Regions from separate parts of the Canis lupus genome. Here region 1 is linked to region 2. A link is a contact called in public Hi-C data. All regions are on one chromosome and are shown on one strand. The core of a region is the stretch at or near the end of the contact, and the rest is flanking DNA. Distances in the headings are between cores, read along the strand shown.

The links. Hi-C and Micro-C count contacts between places; a contact is called where the count stands out from the background.
Region 1: a contact with region 2 is called in a Hi-C map of blood, with 1.7 times the contacts expected there. The contact joins the promoter of ILF3 here to the enhancer-like site in region 2. A contact is called at or near these places in 2 of 9 Hi-C or Micro-C datasets (both in blood).

What each region holds. Positions count from the first base shown.
Region 1 is chr20:50,942,538-50,945,409 of UU_Cfam_GSD_1.0, forward strand. ILF3 (interleukin enhancer-binding factor 3) reads right to left here and starts at 1,265. Exons shown (of 21, transcript XR_005375127.1): 1 at 1,059-1,265. LOC119864747 (a long non-coding RNA gene) reads left to right here and starts at 811. Exons shown (of 2, transcript XR_005375128.1): 1 at 811-1,342; 2 at 1,506-2,872.
Region 2 is chr20:50,821,749-50,824,541 of UU_Cfam_GSD_1.0, forward strand. It overlaps DNM2 (dynamin-2), which reads right to left. Exons shown (of 21, transcript XM_038567289.1): 11 at 1,166-1,252. Among named protein-coding and RNA genes, the nearest start is that of MIR199-1, 13 kb to the left of the region's middle. Within about 2 kb of position 1,318, at least 2 of the 20 cell types and tissues checked have an H3K27ac peak or open chromatin away from gene starts, as enhancers often do. A contact at or near this core is called in blood, where this site is marked.

The DNA of each region.
Region 1 (2,872 bases), core at 15-2,514, 120 kb after region 2:
CCCGTCAGCAGAATCCCAAGTAACGGATCAACCAATTTTGGAAATACTGAGAAGAGATGGCTTATCTGCCCAAATTAACTGGGGGAGGGCACGCAGATCACTGTACATCCCAGATAATTCATCCAGGCGCAGGATTAACTGGGGCAAAACTTCAACTCAGTCACTCACTCAAGTATATGAGGAAATAAAGTAGAAAACCTTTTTAATCTCTCACGTTTTGGTCACAATCCTGCAAGTTTTGGCTTATCTACATATCGGACCAGATCACCATTTTGAGGAAAGATGCAAATCTTAAGCATTCTGGTGAAAATTCATCATCAATGAAACACCTGAACTAAAGAAACGGAAAGCTTAAACCCTCCGCCAAAAGGAGTCCTGATCTGGGGGAGGCCTGGCTGACTACTGATTTGGGAACCCCATGCACCGACAAAGGCCTCCTGTGCAATCAGCGTGGGAATGGGGTTTCAGGGAGGAGGTCCGCGTCTCCATGCCATGTAAGGACAAAGGCAGCGACGTTTCCCGCCTCGAGAACCTGGGACTCTCCTGGAAGCCGGGACGGGGACTGGGACAAAGACTGGAAAGGAACGAGGAGGGGGTCGCCCCATCCGCGCCGGCCAGGATGCTACCGGCCAAGGGGGGTGTGTGCTCCCAGCACGTGCGCGCGTGCGCGCGGGGCGCCGCAACAGACAAAGCCGGGCCCGGGGGATTCGGCGGCCGGGGGCCCGGTGCGCGCGCACCCCCCGCGCGAGGCGCCGCTGCCGGCCGAGGGGCCGCGAGGAGGGGGGGCGGATGCGCGCGCACCGGGCCCTCGCCGCCGCCGCCGCCATTTTGTTTCCTCGGCACAATGGGGGAGAGTAACGGCCGAGCGCGGGAGCGAGCCTGGCGAAGGAGAAATGAACCAAGCGCTGAAGCGAGAGAACCGGCCGTAGGCGGGAAGCGTGGGGCGCCTCAGGCCTTGTCATCGAGACCCCTCAGTCCGGCCCGCGCTGAGTGGGAGGACTGGCGGGGGGAGGGGCAGAGGCGGGAGCGGGCCCGGCCGCCGCCACATTGACGCTTACCTTGTCGGCGTTCCCTTCCCCGACCGCAACCGCCGCCGCCGCCCTCCTTCCACAGCCCGCCGGGGTCTCCCCCCAAAAGCCACGCGGTGCGCACCGGGCTGCTGAGTCCAACTGCAATGGCGAGAAGAGGAGGAGGAGGAGCCGGGGCCGGGGGCGAGCTGGCGGGCGGGCGCGCGCCGGGGAGGTGCGGGCCACGTGATCGGTTGGAGCCCCGCCCCCTGCCGCCGCGTTGCCGCTTGACGCAGGCCCAGCCGGGGAGGGAGGGAGCGACGAAAAGAGATAAGGTGGGCTTCAGTCACGTGGCCGGAGTGCAACCGTTGCGTTCCTGGTCACGTGGGGTCGAAACGTTTATCTCTTCGAGGCCCTGATCATGTGACAGTGGCCATTGCACAGCCTTCCTTGGCCACGTGACAAGGACTTTGGCGCTTCCCTTTGTTGTATTGGTAGGCTGTGTCATGTGACTTCTTCGCCGCTCTTTTTTTTCAATGGCGGTTTTGAGCGGTGTAGCCACGTGATTCGGGTCGAGGGGCGGAGTCTCCCCAGCTGCGAATCTGTGCGCCTGCGCGGCTGCCATCTTACGCCGGTCGCTCCTGTGTACGTTGGCGGAAACGGCTCAGAGAGCCTGGCACGTGAGTGTCCTATTAGCGGCCGGATTACGGTCTTGTTCGGGGAGGTTCGTCCTATGTCCGAGGTTTCCTGGCAGAGCTTCGTCCCCTCTCCTTGCATTTCTTGCTAGAGGCCGAGGAGACCCGAGGTGCAGGTGTCAGCAGCGGCGGGACAGCTCTTGTTGCTGCCCCGGGATCGGCGCTGGTGAGCGCTCCAGTTCTTAGGTCCCACCAACCCCCAGTGTAGGGTCCGGTCGTCTTGCCGGGCTGGGCCTCCGAAGGGCAGAGCCGAGCTGCTCGGGATCGTTTAGTCTCTCTTTGACAGGTGGAGAAGCTGAGGCCCAGTTGGAGGATTCATATCCTGCCTGTGAGAGCCGGATCTGCGAGTCACACGCTCGGCCAACCACAGTCGGCGTGGTTGAATAAAGCCACCGGGGACCGAGCGCCTTCTCTTTTTCCAGCCCATTGTTGAGTACTCCCGGGCGTTTCGTGAGATCCCCGATGTACAGAACGATTTGTGCCTAAAGTAAGCCACGCTCCCTTCCAGTATCAGAATCAAGCTGGCGCTTGATAGACGTCTTTATTAGGCACGTTGTCATGAGCGAGGCTGTTGTTCAGAAACTGCCGGGACTCGGAACGAGGAATTAAAAGGTTTCCTTCCTGAAAGTGAGAAGTCGTTCAAGGCTTTCGGCGTAGTGATGGATTTTCCTGGCGAAAACGTAGGGACGTAAGCTCCTTTGTTAAGGATGCAAGACCCAGTATCTGCTCTAGGTTTGAGTTCCCCCGGTGTGACCAAAACAAGCCCACGTCTCTGAGTCTCCGTTTCCTTACTTAGAAAATGGTGACGATTTTTCTTTAAAGCTCTTAGCACAATTCTGTGTGCGGAATAAATGCCTCAATGGTAACTTATTAAAAAGGTAAGATGTAAAAATATAGTTACAGAAATGGATGCATACTATATCTACCGGTTTTCTTTTCTATTTACGTTTTATTTGCAATTTTGAACATTTAACGTGTTCACCTGATACAAAATGTTAAATGTGCAAGAGTCTGAGAGGACAAAATCAATTTCCTCCTCCTTGGCAGCCAGTGTTGGATTTTTTTGCTTATCTCTACAACGATGTTTTATTCACAGAGACGTGCTTTTTTTTTCTTTTTTGCTGATTTTCACACAAATGGTAGATAATCTGCATCTTGCTCCCCCCGCAC
Region 2 (2,793 bases), core at 68-2,567:
TAGTTTGACCAGGTGAGGGCATCAGAATGGCACATGCAAACACAGGCATCAGTTGGGATGTCATCTAAGGTAAAAGACAGGCCTTTACAGCACACCCTACCCCTTCCTGTCATTTCACTGTGCCTCTGGGCACTCAAGCATAAGACATGCCAGCCACTTGGACCTTGTGGGGTTGCTGAAAAATGCTGGGGTGCTCTGTCTGTGGGAGCCACTGTTGTTGGTTTTAACAGGCCCGAGCCCCATCAGCCCGAGCCCTGGGATAGAGCCCAGAAGCACTGGCACTGGGACAACCAGGCGCCATGGGAGTGTGGAAGCGACAGCCATTCTTGACAATAACAATAACAATATGAACTGGCACCTTTCAAGCTTTTGATACAACTTCGAGGTTACAGAAGCCACGGGGAAGGGGTGCAGGTTGACTGGGAGACCCTCTGAATGACAAATGAGCCAGTTTCTTCTCCACTGACATGCAAAACGAGGTGGTATCACAACCAAATACAACACAGAGGCCTGTTTTGGCTCTAGTTTGAACAAACACCTGCCAGGAGACCAAAGCAGACCAACCAGGGGAAAGGGACTCAGACCAGATACAAGTCCTATAGAGATGAAAGGACAGCCATGGGCTCACTCGGCATGACAGGTGAGACCCGTGCCACAGCTCTGCAGGGACCTGTCCCACTCTCTATCCTTGTGTGTGCCTGGACGGTCTTCACAAGGAAAATGTTAAAACATAAAAAGCACCCACACATCTTCTGGTGGGCGAATGGGTAAATAAGCTGTAGTCTGCACCCACCCCTGGACACCACTCAGCAAGCGTTAGCAACAACACCACAAACAACAGGGATGAATCCTGAATGCTCTATGCTGAGCAAAGGAGGTCAGACTCAAGAGGCTACAGACCACAGGAGTCCATTTGAGTGATATTCTGGAGAAGGTAAAACATAGGGATAAGGAGCAGGCCAGTCATTGCCAGGGCCCGGGGGTTGGGAAGGGGCAAAGGACAGGAATTTTGAGAATGGTTTGGTACCTTGACTGAGGTGGGGGTTACCTTGGTTTATGCATGTGCCATTATTCAAGGAAATCTATGCTCAAGATTTAAGCACATTAAAAAAAAAAGATTCATGCACATAAATCATACCTGAAAAACAAAACAAAAGGCCCATACCTGGTCCTTGGTTCTCCCCTCCCGTTCCCGGATGTAGGTAGTGACGATTCGCTCCGTCTCTTCTCGCAAGCGGGGGTAGGAGTTGAGCTGGGGGGCAGGGGGAGAAGTAGAGTGGCGGCATTGGCTGAGTCCTTGTGGCACAGGAAGCAACATGAACCACACAGAGAACATGAGGGGAAGGGGAGTGACAAGGGGTGGGCCTACCGAGTCCCCACCCCACTCCTGTCTCCTGGCTGCTGCAGCTGGGAGACAAGCAGGGGATGGTGGAGGCACGGTGTGCCAGAGAGAGTGACAGGGGTGCCCACGCACGAGCAGAGATGCTGAGAATGGATTCGAAGGTGGAAAGTGGCAAGAGAAAGTTGGGGGTGTGTGTGTCTGCTGCCCAACAGTGATGGCCACCCCCTCCGCCCAGTACTGGGTGAGAGCAAGAACACCTAGTTTAATGAAGGCCACCAGGCCAGTGGGGTGGGAACTCTCGCCCAGCTCGTGAGTGAGTAGCGCCTGTTCTAGGATGTGGGGGCAGCATCTGGGCCATCTACCTCAGAGGGACCCCCTTAGAGAAAACTATTCCCCCATCGTAATGGAGCCGAAGGCACGGAGAAGCCCACCATCCGAGGGTGGGGTGAAGCCCTAGTGTTGGGGACATCTGAGCCGACAGTCAGAATCCCTAGCAGAAACCCTCTGAAATGCCCTGTGACATGAGAACACGCAGGTCTGCATGCTGATAACGGTTCATGCTTGGTGACTGTGAGGAGACCCTCCTTACGGGTTCTGGGCCAGGCAGCGCCGCTCGTCCCCCCACGGCCTGCTTAGTGATCAGACCCTACAACATCCACAGGCCTCCCACCCTCCGCAGCACCCAAACTGGAAACGGGGAGCACCCATGCGCTGCAGCACCCCCACCTCTGCCGCCACGCAAAGTTGCGAGGGCACTGAGTGACCAGTGGCCCCCGGGAGGGGGGTTCCCGCCGAGGCAGAGTGTCCAGATGCACAGGTGGAGACTAACGTGGGGGGTGGGAGGGTGGGGAGGAGATGCGGGACAAATGCGCAGGGGACAACAAAACCTGCGGTTACCTTCTCGGCACACTTTTTAATGACCGTGGCCAGCTCTGAGACCACGAGATCAACACACTTCAAACTTGGCTCTTTGAGTTTTACAATCTGTTTTTTCACTATGGCTTCGAAGGCCATGTCCGGGGTGAAGAGCCCCGTCCTGGGTCACATGCGGAGGGCGGGACGAGGTAGGAAGACACCCGGGGACAGTGCGGGCCACACACGCGGGGCGGGGGACAGGGAAAGAGAAGAAAGGAGAGTCAGCTGGTTAGTGACATGCAAGGAGGAGCCGGTGCCCGCATTTGCCCCGAAGCTGCTTCGGATCAAGGAGGAGTCCTGGGTCGGAGTGGGGGGGTGGGGCTCTCCCGACAGACTAGGGGGGCAGTGTCGATGTTCGTGACAGCCAAGGGAACTGGGAGGCCTGGAATTTTCATACCTGGGACATTGGCCTCGGGGATGAAAATCTCTACCCCGGCTAGGTTTTTCTCTCTCTCCCTTTTCTACTCGAAGAAGCTTAAGAAGCAAATGTGGGCTTTTCCAGACTGAGACAGAAGGCTCAAGCAGAGTTGCCCTGC